3 separate regions of the Rattus norvegicus genome follow, and regions 1 and 3 are each linked to region 2. Evidence: chromatin contacts called from public Hi-C data. All regions are on one chromosome and are shown on one strand. Each heading gives the region's core, a stretch centred on a gene start, on an enhancer-like site or on the middle of the called end of the contact. The rest is flanking DNA. Distances are from core to core; before and after follow the strand shown. Region 1 has its middle 42 kb from the start of Ptgr2. Region 2 holds the start of Pnma1 (PNMA family member 1). Region 3 has its middle 29 kb from the start of Mideas.

The links. A called contact is a pair of places that touch in the nucleus more often than the background predicts.
Region 1: a Hi-C map of liver shows a contact between it and region 2, with 4 times the contacts expected there. The contact joins the enhancer-like site here to the promoter of Pnma1 in region 2. A contact is called at or near these places in 8 of 12 Hi-C or Micro-C datasets (the Rat2 cell line, Schwann cells, kidney and 3 more) and 1 of 1 datasets of contacts at active chromatin or transcription factors (oligodendrocytes).
Region 3: a Hi-C map of psoas muscle shows a contact between it and region 2, with 1.8 times the contacts expected there. The contact joins the enhancer-like site here to the promoter of Pnma1 in region 2. A contact is called at or near these places in 4 of 12 Hi-C or Micro-C datasets (frontal cortex, liver, prefrontal cortex and 1 more).

Annotation. Positions count from the first base shown.
Region 1 is chr6:109,617,913-109,622,399 of GRCr8, forward strand. No RefSeq gene overlaps it. Among named protein-coding and RNA genes, the nearest start is that of Ptgr2, 42 kb to the right of the region's middle. Within about 2 kb of position 1,424, at least 3 of the 93 cell types and tissues checked have an H3K27ac peak or open chromatin away from gene starts, as enhancers often do. A contact at or near this core is called in liver, where this site is marked.
Region 2 is chr6:109,512,322-109,516,820 of GRCr8, forward strand. Pnma1 (PNMA family member 1) reads right to left here and starts at 2,846. Exons shown (of 1, transcript NM_130820.2): 1 at 1,061-2,846. The coding sequence starts at 2,352. The coding sequence ends at 1,291. It also overlaps a transcript of Dnal1 not described here.
Region 3 is chr6:109,587,323-109,592,139 of GRCr8, forward strand. No RefSeq gene overlaps it. Among named protein-coding and RNA genes, the nearest start is that of Mideas, 29 kb to the left of the region's middle. Within about 2 kb of position 2,294, at least 32 of the 93 cell types and tissues checked have an H3K27ac peak or open chromatin away from gene starts, as enhancers often do.

The DNA of each region.
Region 1 (4,487 bases), core at 174-2,673, 100 kb after region 2:
TGTGGGCCTGAATGTATGCATGTGCATCATATACAGAGGCCAGAAGAGGGCACTGGATCCTCTGGCCTTGAAGTTACTGGTGATTGTGAGCCACCTGATGTGGGTGCTGGGAACTGAGCCCAGGTCTACTGTGGGAACAGCAGGTGCTCTTGGCCGTTGGACCATCTCTCCAGTCACTATTTGCTTCCATTATTTTGCTTCCAGGATTGCTTCCATTTTCCTGGGATTTTTTTTTTCCTTCTTTTTTTCGGAGCTGGGGACCGAACCCAGAGCCTTGGGCTTGCTAGGCAAGTGCTCTACCACTGAGCTAAATCCCCAACCCCATTTTCCCAGGATTTTAAAAGTACTTTACTATTGTCTGTTTTCCTCTATCAAATACTTATCCACACTGGTTTGGGTTAACTGACTGAACATATCTAACTTTCATTTTCTTTCTTCTTTCTTTCTTTCTTTCTTTCTTTCTTTCTTTCTTTCTTTCTTTGTTTCTTCCCTCCCTCCCTCCTTTCTTTCTTTCTTTCTTACTCTTTCTTCCCTCCTTTCCTCCCTCCCTCCCTCCCTCCCTCCCTCCTTCCTTCCTTCCTTCCTTCCTTCCTTCCTTCCTTCCTTCCTTCAATTTATTTTGAAACAAGGTCTCACTACATAGACCAGACTGGCCTTGGACTTACAGAGATCTACCTCAGCCTCCCAGTTACTGGAATTAAAGTTGTGTGCCACCACACCCAGTCAAAAGATTTATTTATTTATTTATTTATTTATTTATTTATTTATTTATTTTTGTTTATTTTTTTCCAAGACAGGGTCTCCCTATGTAGCTCTTGCTGTCCTGAAACTCACTCTGCAGACCAGCATGACTTCAAACTCAGAGATGCACCAGCCTCTGCCTCATGAGTGCTAGGATTAAAGACGTGCTCCTCCACCACCCAGAGATTCATTCTTATTGTAATTAATTATGCGTATGTGTACCTTATGTATGAGTGTGTGCACTTATGTATGGTGGAAGCCAGAGGCATTGGATCCGTCTGGAGCTGGAGTTTTAGGTGGTGGTAAATCACTCCACGTGGCTGCTAAACTTGGCTCCTGAAAGAGCAATAGACACTCTTAATCTCTGAACCGTAACTCCAGCCTCTTTGGTTGTATTGACTCTTAGTTTTTGAGAAGTTTTGCTGGAAAAAAAATCCTAATTTCTGGGGGTAAGGATGGCACAGTGCTTGCCTAGGATACACAAGTCTGATTCCCCAGGAAAACACACACACACACACACACACACACACACACACACACACACACACTGATTCTCTTAAGCTACAATAAAACTTCATTTGTATCCCTCCCAGAGAAAAGCCTTTGACAAGGAGACAGTAGGACGTCCCTGGTGTGAGAGGAGGGCAGAGCAATACAGGGAAGAAGAAGTAACAAGGGTGCATTCGGGCACTGGTTGTCACGGCAGACACGTGGTTCAATCTCCTTGGGGACCTTCTGAAGAACTATGTAGAAACCACTCAGGACTTCCTGTTCATGCATAGGAGAGAGAGTCAGGAGAGCAGCCTTGTTCTCCACTGGTGCCCTCCTACCGTAACCCCCCCTCCAGCCTCCATGTGCGCCTCCCTGCTAGGGCTCTGTCAGGAGGTAGACTGAGCATGCATCCAAGCTGAAGGCAAAGTCCTGAGACTGGAATCTGCTGCAGTTTGACAAAAGCCATTATTGTATAAAGATAAGCCTCCCTCCCCCACCCCCACCCCCCAGACAGGCTTTCTCTGTGTTTATCCTTGGCCATCTTGGAACTCACTCTGTAGACCAGGCTGGCCTTGAACTCAAAGAGATCCAGCAGTCTCTGCCTCCCAAGTTCTGGCATGCATTTCCACCACCTGGCTAGTATCTTCTTTCTTTCTTTCTTCTCCTTTTTTTTTTTTTTTTAAGATTTACTTATTTATTTTTTGTATGAGTATGCTGTCTTCATGTTCTCCAAAGAAGGTACCAGATCCCATTACAGATGGTCGTGAACCACCTGATGTGGTTGCTGGGAATTGAACTCAGGACCTCTGGAAGAGCAGCCAGTGCTCTTTTTTTTTTTTTTTTTTTTTTTTTTTTTTTTTTTTTGTTCTTTTTTTCGGAGCTGGGGACCGAACCCAGGGCCTTGTGCTTCCTAGGTAAGCGCTCTACCACTGAGCTAAATCCCCAGCCCCCAGCCAGTGCTCTTAACCGCTGAGCCATCTCTTCAGACCTGGCTGGGATTTTCTTTAAATGAAGTGTTTTTGTTAGTTTATTGCCTAACTCAGTCTCTTTACTTGTTCTGGATCAAGTTCAATTTTCTATTTTTTCCGTTGCATGACCTCCGTAGAGAATGGTCTCTGTATACTTGTTAGGTGGTGTTCTAGAGATAATGTTAGACTTCGTCACTTCAGTTAGTCTGGTACTTTTCCCTTTTTCCTCCTCCTCCATCTCTTTAGATGTTTTGAGATGGGGTCTCACTGTGTAACCTAGGATAAGTAGAAAAATGTCTAATGCAATTTAATCACTAAATAGCAAGAACAATGCAAAATGGGACACAGCCATCCCTTAGTTTAGCTTAGTTTCTTTGCCTTTCTTTCTTCCTTCCTTCCTTCCTTCCTTCCTTTCTTTCTTTCTTTCATTGATGTTTTGCCTGTATGTATGTATATGTGAATGACAGTGTTGGATTCCCTGGAACAGAATTTACAGACAGTTGCAAGCTGCCATGTGGTTTCTGGGATTCGAACTCAGGTCCTCTGGAAGAGCAGCCAATGCTCTTAACCACTGAGCCATCTGTCCAGCCCCTCCTTCCTTTAGGTTTGAAGCCAAGCGCCGTCACTGAGTCCCTTATACAAAAAGAAAGGAGCTGAGGGTGTCAGAAGGTGTTGTGTGACTGATACAGGCAGAGCTTGAGAGGCAGCGTTTCTCTTTAAGGGCTTTTTGTTTTGTTTTTCCCCTCTTCCTTATTTCTGTGACAAAATACCTGCCAACAAGCAAGGTAAAGGAGCTAGGGTTTGTTGGGACTTAATGGAGGGTAGGGCTAGAGTCCATCATGGGGGGAAGACAGTGGGGGAGGAACAGGAAACGCCATTTGCGTGGAATCTTCAAGGCTCACTTCCTCCACCCACTTCCTCCACCTACTTCCTCCTCCCAAAGGTTCCACAGTGTCCCAAACTGTCACCACTAGTTGGGGACTCAGTGTGCAAACACATAGCTTGTGGAGAACATTGTGTGTCCAAGCCACACAAAACCACCATGGCAACAGCTGATTGGCCATTGACTGTTGACTGATCCTTGGACAAGGGACTTTGCTTCTCATGCCTAGTTTTTGACCTTTTAAATAGAATATAACTCTTGGCTGACCTGTTGTTTACATGCTTTTGTTTTATTGTCTTGGTTCATTTTACCACCGCAGGATGGTTTTTTTTTAAATGCTCCCCACCCCGACCAGGGTCAGCTTTGGAATCTCTCCCCAATCAGCCTCTAGATACATAAAATGTTACAATTAGAAATTGATTCATTTGATCCCTTTTCATAGTTGTATGGAACAGGATACATTCTAATCCTCCTTGGCCATGTATCCCACAGTGTGGTGAACTTATGACCCTCTCCTGAGAGCTAGTTTTGAAAGACGAGACAGGGAAGAAGCTGGAACGCATTAAGGCTGGATTAAAGAGAAGCCACACGAGGTCATCACCCCAGAAAAGAGCAAGGGCACATGGATCCCAGGGTTTATTTGCAAGAATGTTCCCGGCATCATGTTCACAGTGGACTTGAACTAGAAACAATGCTATCAATTAAGAGCAGAGTGGAAGGGCTGGAGAGATGGCTCAGTGGTTAAGAGCACCCGACTGCTCTTCCAGAGGTCCTGAGTTCAATTCCCAGCAACCACATGGTGGCTCACAACCATCTGTAAAGAGATCCGATGCCCTCTTCTGGTGTATCTGAAGACAGCTACAGTGTACTTATATATAATAAATGAATAAATAAATCTTTAAAAAAAAAAAAGAGCAGAGTGGAAAATTACACTGTAGTGTATTCTCCCTTGGAATACAACAGTAGGGGCTGGAGAGATGGCTCAGTGGTTAAGAGCACTGACTGCTCTTCCAGAGGTCCTGAGTTCAAATCCCAGCAACCACATGGTGGCTCACGACCGTCTGTAATGGAATCCGATGCCCTCTTCTGGTGTGTCTGAAGACAGCTACAGTGCACTCATAAATAATAAGTAAACAAATCTTAAAGAATACAACAGTGAAAAGCAGTGAGACACAGAGCCAGTAAGCTGCTTGAATCTCACAAACGAAGTTAACAGGGAGAAGTCTGCAGGTATAGAACAGCCTATATGGTGGGGATTCCTTGTTTTTAAGTTATTTATTTTATGTATATGAGTGCATTTTTGCTATTTTCAGACACACCAGAAGAGGACATCAAATTCCATTACAGATGGTTGTAAACCACCATGTGGTTGCTGGGAATTGAACTCATGACCTCTGGAAGAG
Region 2 (4,499 bases), core at 1,596-4,095:
CTGTACTGAAACAGTCACACAATGACTTTAAAACAGAAAGATTGCTAGATAACCTAAGCCCCAATTCAAATTTTTGTCAAATTTCATAGAAACATATCTCTTCAGACATTATCACTTGCCTTGAGGAAGTCATGTGAAACCCACGGAAAGGTATAGCAAAGGCCAAATGTAGCAGTGTCTGCCTAGAATCCCAGCCCCGAGAGAGAGCCAGGACGACAACAGGTTTAACAACAGCCCATGCTACACAGTGGGACTATGTCTAAAAAAAATAGCTAGGAGAAGTGTCTCATACCTGTAACCCAGGCTCTGTGGAGGCTGAAGGCAGGACTGCTGCAAGTTTGAGGCCATCCTGGGCTACAGAGTGAATTTCAGGCCAGCCTCAGCTACAGAGTGGGACTGTAACAGAACAACCAAGGAACTCGGCCAACCAAAATGTGTAGGTGACACTGCACCTTGAGTTCATAGCAGGGGGGTAGTTTAGTTTGTTTTTTTAAACATGAGCAAAAGTCCTTGTCAGGAGAAAAAAGTATGTGAAGCTAAATTATGCTGAAAAATTGTATGCATGTCAGGAAAAAAGAGAATTTTCAAATTTTTTTTGTATCCATCTATTCAATAACTTCAAACTTAGAACCCTTAGCATCAATATGACCAATAATGACAAATATTTGAAGTGAGGAAGTGTAGCTTGTCCAGGGCCATTCCCCCTATGACTTACATCTGTATCTTCCACTGTGAAGGATTTATTGTGCACTCTATAAAAACACATCTTTCTAACCCGCCACTTCTAATCTGGGGATACTTTTCAGGGAAACTGATTCCAGTGTTGAGCCACGAGGAATTAGAAATCTGCATTTTCAAGATGAGTAATATCTAAAAGTCGCATTCTTTCCATGGATACAAATTAGCAACAATTTACAGTAAAGCTGTCCACAGTGTTAGTAACAAATAAATACAAGAGTTTGTAGTGTACAGCCTGTGAACCGGGCATGTACTTAGCATCAGAACTTGCAGTTTCACAAACATCGTGACAGGAAGGATCGCAGCTTCATGTTTCTCACAGCTGTCAGAGATGTCACCAGGAGGGCTGGCATCACTGTAGCACTATGAACCGCCTTTACTCCTGCTAATTACACAATTCTGTGAATGCTACAGGAATATGCGGGCCTGACTTTCTCATCCCATTCCTCAGAAAACAAAACAAAGGCAGGAGGAGGCTGGCTGTTTACTTTAAGGGACAGGCTTACTAAAACTTCACAGGAATATCAAAAGCAGCCTGGCCAGTCCTGGGATTCAGAAGTGCCCCTCTAGGCCTAGCTGCAAAAGGGCAGCCTCGGCCTCCTCCTCCTCCTCTTTGGCTTCCTCCTCTCGAATCTGCACCAGTAACTGGAAGAGGTTGGGTGCAGGCCCTTCTGTAGCCCCAGTCAGCCACAACTGCCTTCGGAGGGCCCCGCTGTGGTTGGCCCCAGCGATGACCTGTTCCAGGCGAGCCTGGTTCACGTTATCTTTATCAATGGCCCCCTTGTCCACTACCTTTTGCAGCAGAGGCTCCAGACGGATAACGTAAGAAGATAACTTTTCTCCTGGGTTTTGGTAAGTGTTCAGAAATCTGACCTGTGCATCTCTAGAGCTCTCCACGCTCCCAAACACCTGCTCAAGAGCCTTCAGGCATTCTGCCGTGGTTATAGCAGGGTTGTTGGTCTTGAGGATGCGAATGACATCGGCAGCCGGGCCTCGCAAACTCTCCATCAACCGCCGTCTCTTTTCTATATCAGACACCTGCCATTCCTCTATGACTTCATTCGAGTGCTCCAGCCAGGAATCAAAGGTCTCCTCGCCAGGCCCGGGAATGTCCCTCCCGGAGAACAAAGTCAGCTTCTTATACCATATGGACTCAACAAGAGGTTGAATAACATTATCCAAAATATAGTTGAGCATCTCTGCTGGCATTTCCGGGCCTGGGGCTGGAGCAGGGTTCTGAAACCCAAGCACACGAGCAACATCTTGCACCGTCCACCCTTCCCTAGCTAGAAAGAGGTGCAGCCTTTCCAAAAACTCCGCGTCGGAAGTGGGGGGCTTAAACACTACTTTCCAGAGCCCTCCTTTGCCTGGCATCTCCCTGGGGATCAGGGAGTAATCCACCGTCCCAGTGAGCTCTAACAAGGCTGCTTTCGCATTTTCTTCCCTCCAGAACATTCTCCCCAGTACTCGATAGGATACCTGGGGCATCGCAGCTTGGAGGGTCTCTTCGATTTCGGTCTCATCACAGTTCACAGGGATCCCCCAGACCAACAGAGCTCTCTGAGAGTTCACATCCATTCCCCTGCACCAGTCTTCCAATAGTGTCATAGCCATTTCGCCCAACTATTAAGAGTGCCAGTTCTACAGACTGTGCTTGGACTGGCTCACGGTGCTGCTGTTGGGCTTAGGACAACATGCTCTCCTCCCCCGGTAGGCCAGGGGGCGACAAGCTTCAAGCAACCACAATTACCAAAAGACACCAGAGTTCCTTCTGGTCCCTTCCGGGTCCCAAGTCAGTGCCACGGGACACTCCGCCTATCACTCGAATGTCGCCCTTTTGGTCCGGGCAGGAGTGGACTGGCTGCGGCTGTGCCTTGCGTCACTGCTTTGAGAAGGGGAGGAAGGTGGGCTCAAGGCGGTTGGCTGCGGGCTGGAGATGACTGGGTGCGGTCGCGGGGCGTGGCAGCTCCTCCCACCTCTCCCTGGCCCGCGGGCGGCCGAGGGTTACTCGAGGCCGTGGCTCAGCTACACCGAGAGAGGCGGCACTCGAAGCACCGGGGACTGAGGCGGCAGGAAGCGCGAAGGAGGGAGGAACCGGGCTGGAGGCAGCTCTGCTCAGCGCTTATGGCCGCGCGCTCCAGCAACGGCCTCCGTGCAGCTGCACTGGAGGGCGGAACCGGTCCGCTCGCCTCCCCCAGTGTCACCGTGACAACTGTGTCCATGACGACGCGAGATGCGCGGGCTCCAGAGGATCTGGCGGTTGCTATGGTGCCAAGAAGGGGTTTGAGTAGTCTATTCTATGATGGTGCATTTCTTTTTACCCCTCCCCCATACTCGTACTTCCCAGATTCCTCCTTAACAATATTGCTAAGCATGTTTTGTTTTATTTAATTTTGCTGTGGATTTAAGTTGGCCTTATTGATACGCATCTACCACGACGGACTTGTCTCATATCCATTCTATGCATTCACTCTGCTGTGAAAACACTAAATCTGACTTCCGTGAACCACCAGATTACAGTCTGCAGCTTCTCCGTTCCTCCCCATAAGACTAGAAAAGAGGATTCCACCTACTGGTTCCTTTGAGTGTCTGACTTGGCTTTCTTGTCCAAAATTTGTGTGTGTGTGTGTGTGTGTGTGTGTGTGTGTGTGTGTGTGTGTCAAAACCTAAAGTTTGTGTGTGTGTGCACACCCTCCCCCCCACCGGATTACTTCTCTTTGTAGCCAAGCAAACTTCTTGTCCTTACTGAGTATACAGGATAGCAAAACAGACCGCTTAAGGCTCAGAAAGGGAGAAGTTCCCTATCAGTCAGTCCCAGCTGGCAAAAACACCCCTATAAGAACATGGCATTCAACAATGACTTTTTTAAAACCTTATTTAATAAAAGGTCTTAAGATACAGAACATTCAAAAGTAAATAAGTTACATGGGTACATTACAATCACATCCGCAAGATTCTCTTTAGTGTATTAATTTTTTTTATAAAAAGCACACAAAAAATAAAATTTTCGGTCTGGTCTATCACAACTGTACACAAAGAGGTAATATTTATATATATGTACACTATTTAATATGTAACAGTCTTTTTTAAAAAGAGTGCCACAGGCAACAAACACATGAAAGGCAGTGTCTGACCATTTTGTTTCAAAATAAAAGGAATATACTTACTTTATGCTATTAAAATATCTGTACAATAATTACAGTCAAGGCTGTTTCTGTGCTGTCCTCTCCAACAAGGCCTTTAATTTAAGAGACAAATGAAGAAGAGCTCTAACAGCTGCAAATTTTTTTTTTGAGGAAACAAACACAGCCAAATGTGGGTTAGACACAACTGTTTTTTTTATAAAAATATGCATACTTCCTGTAAAAACCTAAGGGTTTAGGCTTTGCCAGTCTAGTAATAAATAACAACCCAGAAAAGTGAGCCCCAATAAAAACACTTAAACAGCTGAGGCTGGAGTATGTGTTGTACTCTTCCCCTCCATCTTTAACATCTGGCACATGAGAAGAAAGAGGTTAGGTGACTGAGGCAGTTAAATATAGGCAATCCCTTTAGACATCATCGGCACAGGGCCCTGTGCCAAGGTTGGAGGTGAAGCGGCAGAACGGTGGTGGGCATGTACCTTAGCTATGAGGGGCTGCTGAAGGCTTGGAGGGCAGCAGTAAGGGCACTGACTCCTTAGATGGGCAAGAGACCTCAGAAACGGTGGAGAACACAGGCACTATGTCAGTTCACGCCCTCTCTGAGCGCAGGTGGACACT
Region 3 (4,817 bases), core at 1,044-3,543, 74 kb after region 2:
CACACATGCACATACACACTGCTTTGTCTTTGCCTAGTGTGGCATTTGCTGGAGTCCCGGGACATTGTGTGGAGGATGTGGTAGACAGCTCCCTGCCAATGATCTCTGCCTCCTGGCATTCACACCCTTACACAATCCCTTCTCCTTAAGTCCATTGACTCAATTCTAACAAACAGAGTATGGCAAAAGGAACGTGATGTCATTTGTGAGACTGGGTTATAAAGAAAGCTGTGGCTTCCATCTTGGGTCGTCTCTAGAGTCTCTCAGTCTATCTTGCTTCTTTTTTTTTTTTTTTTTTTTTTTTTTTTTGGTTCTTTTTTTTCGGAGCTGGGGACCGAACCCAGGGCCTTGCGCTTCCTAGGTAAGCGCTCTACCACTGAGCTAAATCCCCAGCCCAGTCTATCTTGCTTCTTGTAGGGGAAGCTGACTGCCGTGTTCTTAGACAGCCCCTTGCGAAGGAAGTGAGACCTATTAACCACCATTTGAGTGGGTTTGGAAAGGGATATCTCTCTCATATCCAATGTTATCCAAACCTTGCAAAGTCTCTTAGCCCAGGAACCAGTTTAATGTCCGTAGCAATAGTGGTGGTGGCGGTGGCGGTGGTGGCGGTGGCGGTGGTGGCGGTGGCGGTGGTGGCGGTGGCGGTGGTGGCGGTGGCGGCGGCGGTGGCGGCGCACGCTTTTAGACAGGCAGAGTCTGCAGAGCTCCTTTTAGGACAGCCAAAGCTACACAAAGAAACTCTGTCTCTTTGAAAAAAACAAAAACAAAAAATAAAAAATAAACACAGACAAACAGCAACAACAACAAAACCCAATTACCTCATCCCAGCTAAGCTACCAAGAGGCCTGACCAACAGAAACCGTACAGTGTTTGTTATCTCGGACTGACCTGCCTTTAAGTTTGTGTGTGCATGTATTACTGGCGACTGAGCCCAGTCCCTTGTGCACACTGGGCAAGTGTCTGAAGCATGGAACTGCTACAGCATCCCCAGCCACGCTGCTGTGTTAGCGTAGTTGTCAAACAGCTGCGGGTTACTAGTGTAAAAGCCAACACAGAAGACAGTGGGGGCCCAAGGACAACCTCAAAGGCCATTGGCAATTCCTCCTCTGCACAACAGAACATGAGGAAAAAAACAAGGGCCCTGAGCAGATGTAAGTGCAAAACCTGAATCTGAGCCTTCACTCCTTTTGTTGAACAGAGGTTATCTTTCCATTTAAACTAGGTCAGAGGGTGTGGTCTGCTGCGCCATCCCTGGCAGCCCCGGTATTGGGTGTCACCTGCCTCACAGCACATGCAGATGTCTTTGAGTCACAGGAATTCACATCTGTCCATGCAGCCCTTCTTCCTCCCTGGGAATCTGTCCTAGCTTTGGAGACACTAGCATCTAGAAGTTAGGCTCTGGTGACTTAAAACTCTGGCAGCCAGAAATTGGCCAGGGATGTAGCTCAGTGGTAGCGCTCTTGCTTAACATGTCTGAAGTCCTGGGTTCAAGTCCCACCAAAAACAAAACAGAAAAATAAAGAAAAGAGTTAATGCTACTCTGGGCTAGAGAACATTGGGATGATGGAATGCTTGCCTGGCATGTCTACAGTCTTGTGTTTGATCTCCAGCTCCCCCACCCCCGAAAAAAAAGATCACAAAAATAAATTATTTAACACAATGGAATTCAAAATAAAAACTAAAAGCCATGCCTGGAGGTACAGGCCTGTAAACCCAACTATTCAGGAGGCTGAGGAAGGAAGGTCACAGGTTCAAAGCCATCCTGGGCATCTCGGTAGATTCTGTCCCCTAAAAACTAAAAAGAGGATATAGCCCCGGGGTGAGGTGCTTGACTGGTTTTCCCAGGGCCTGCTGTTCGTTCAATCCTCAGAGCTGTAACAATAATGATAACGGTAATGATAATAAATATGAAAACTAGAAAGAAAAACCTGTGATCCTAAGAGAGCAAGGCACTCACTCTGACAGCAATCGCTTCCCTGCTGCTTCCAGGCCGAGAAGAAAGGCCGGTCACGTGACCGAGGCTTTTGGTCAGTCTCTGGCTGGAGCTTATTATTTACTTTTAAGATACAAAACAAAAACTTTTAGGAAGTAGGAAACATGTCACCCTCCGTTAGCCCCAACTAGGGCAAGTATCTGACTACGATTGCCCTAATGTCCCCCCCCCTCCGCCCAGCCCCTCCAGCGGAGACTGGCGATTGGACCGGCCATTTCTGGTTTCCCTCCAGAGACACCAGGCTCTGATTTTTCTCGTGTGCAGTGGCTGCAACCGCTGTGTTGCTATGCTGTCATCCGGTTGCTATGACTCGTGAGGTGGTGAATGTGCCAGAACGTGAATCTATTAATTTAACAGGAACTGGGCTCAGCACATATATTCCTTGTTAGATCATTTGCTTTGCTACCTAAAACCACAGCCAGTGTCCTCAGCAATGGGCATGTTTCCTGGAGTCTGGCAATGGGCATGTTTCCTGGAGTCTGGCTTTGCAGAAATGTCAAATGCCCTGACTTTTGCCTGTTCTCCGTTTTCTGTGACCAAATTACAGCCATGGAGATGAAGGCAGAGGGGATCTGTTTAGAAAAGTAGTGTGTGTGTGTGTGTGTGTGTGTGTGTGTGTGTGTGTGTGTGTGTAAGAGAGTGTGTGTGTGAAAGAGAGTGTGTGTGTGAGAGAGTATGTGTGCGTGCGTGCGTGTGTGTGTGTGTATGTGTGTGTGTGTGTGTGTGTGTGTGTGTGTGTGTGTAATGGTTAAAATATCTGGTCCTCATTCTTTATGCATTTAGGCTTTCTCTGCAGAAGCATATACTGATGTTAATAGGAATCCCTCTGTGAACCCCAAGGGCTAACTAGCAAGTTCTGAGCTCCCCACAACCGGTCCAGATGTTGTGGCTGCAACAAAAGGGATCCTGTCCCTTTCTGCTGTGCTGACCACATAGGCATTTTCCATTCACCCCTCAGTTACTATTGGCAGAACGATTGCTACTGAGTGTGCTAGGGGTGCAAAGACGAAAGGGACAAAGTCTCTCCCCAGTGGGAAAAAATGACAGACACAGGGATTATGGAGCAGCAGGAGCAATGTTAAAACCCCAGCTTTACATAACACAGGAGATCTCAGACCAGGGAGGTTAAGTCTGCAAGGGCAGGATCTGGGTTCACTCTGCTTTAAAAAAAAAAAAAAAAAAAAAAAAAAAAACCTGTTAAAGATGATCGAGACTTGTTGTATTGAATAAGTACCAAACTGTGTTGCATTATATCAGATATTTACATCATAATTCATAACAGCAACAAAATTACAGGTATGAGGTAGCAATGAAAATAATTGTCTGGTTGGGGTCGCCATAATGTGAGGAACTGTATTAAAGGGTCTCGACAATAGGAAGGTTGAGAAACACCGGCTTAATGAAAATCACATCAGACACAGAGAGGGGCTCTATCCAGCTCTCCACTGGGATTCAGGAAAACAAAACGAAATAAAACACAACAACAACAAAGCCGTAGCTAAGGTTGATTTATACCAAGCCAGGGATCGCCCTGTTCACAGTGAATCTGCTTGTCAAACCTAGAAGGCAGACAGTGGGGTGGAAAGACAACTCGGCAGCTAAGAGCACTTGCTCTTCTAGAGAACTTGGGTTGCGTTCCTAGCACCCACACCATGGCTCACAATCTTCCTTATCTCCAGTTTCACGAGACCCTGGGACCCTGGGCAGACAGCCCACACATCGCTGTCATACATACGTGGAAGCAAAACCCACGAACACACACGCTAAAAGTAAATAAGGAGAGCAGACAGCATCTCTGGACTGAGCTCTCCCGGGTGTGTCAATGCTACACTGGGACGGCTCTCATGGGGCAAGATGACCCTGCGAGTGAGGGGAGGATTGTGGTCTGCCCCAGTGGGAACTCAGAGAAAACTGAGTGCTGACTTGGAAGAAGGTGAAACAGATGTAGAGTGGCTTTGCAGGAGAATGGATCACAGCAGCCCACAAGCAACAAAGACTCCTAAAGAACAGAGAGAACCCGGGCAACTGGTAGACGCATACTACCAGTATGGGTAGTACAAAGTTTCCACACTGTCCAGGCTGTGTCAGGTCCCATTTTCGGTGCAGATTATGTGACTGTGGACAAATCTGAACCACCCTCTATCAAATGATTCTGTCTCAAAGAAAGAGGAAAAGAGAGGAGAGGGGAGTGGAGAAGAGAGAGAGCACGAGAGTGAGAGCAAGAGAGCAAGAGAGTGAGAGAGTGAGAGAGTGAGGGGAGGCGGGTGTCTAGATGGCTCTGTGGGTTAGAGTACTTACTGCCAAGCCTGATGACCTAAGTTCAAGGCCTGGAACCCTCATGGTGGAAGGAGAGGACCAACTAACTCTTCCAAGTTGTCCAATGACTTCTGTCACACACAGAATGAAAAAAGTAACAAGTGGGAAAGATCATGCTCCAATGAATGAGGTTGGATTCTAGGAGCTAGAGAAAGGCAAAGACACAAATGCTTCCTTGGAGTCTCAGAAAGGACTCTTGCCAGTGCTTTGATTTTTAGCTTAGCGATCCTGTGCTGGACCTTTGACCTAAAAAGCTACAACGCTGATTAAGTAAGTAATAAATCCTATGTTATTTTAAGATACCACATCTCTGGTAGTTTGTTACAGTCATTGTAGGGTGTGAAGAATGCAGGGACATTGATTTTCTAAATGGAGTATTTCCTGAAAAGGGTTTGAACCACGCACCAACAGCCCTTGTTTTCATATAAGGACTTGAACAGGAAGCTAGGTGGGGTGGACTAGGCAAAATCCCAGGAAGTCAGGTCATCAGAAGGCTTCCAGGTAAATA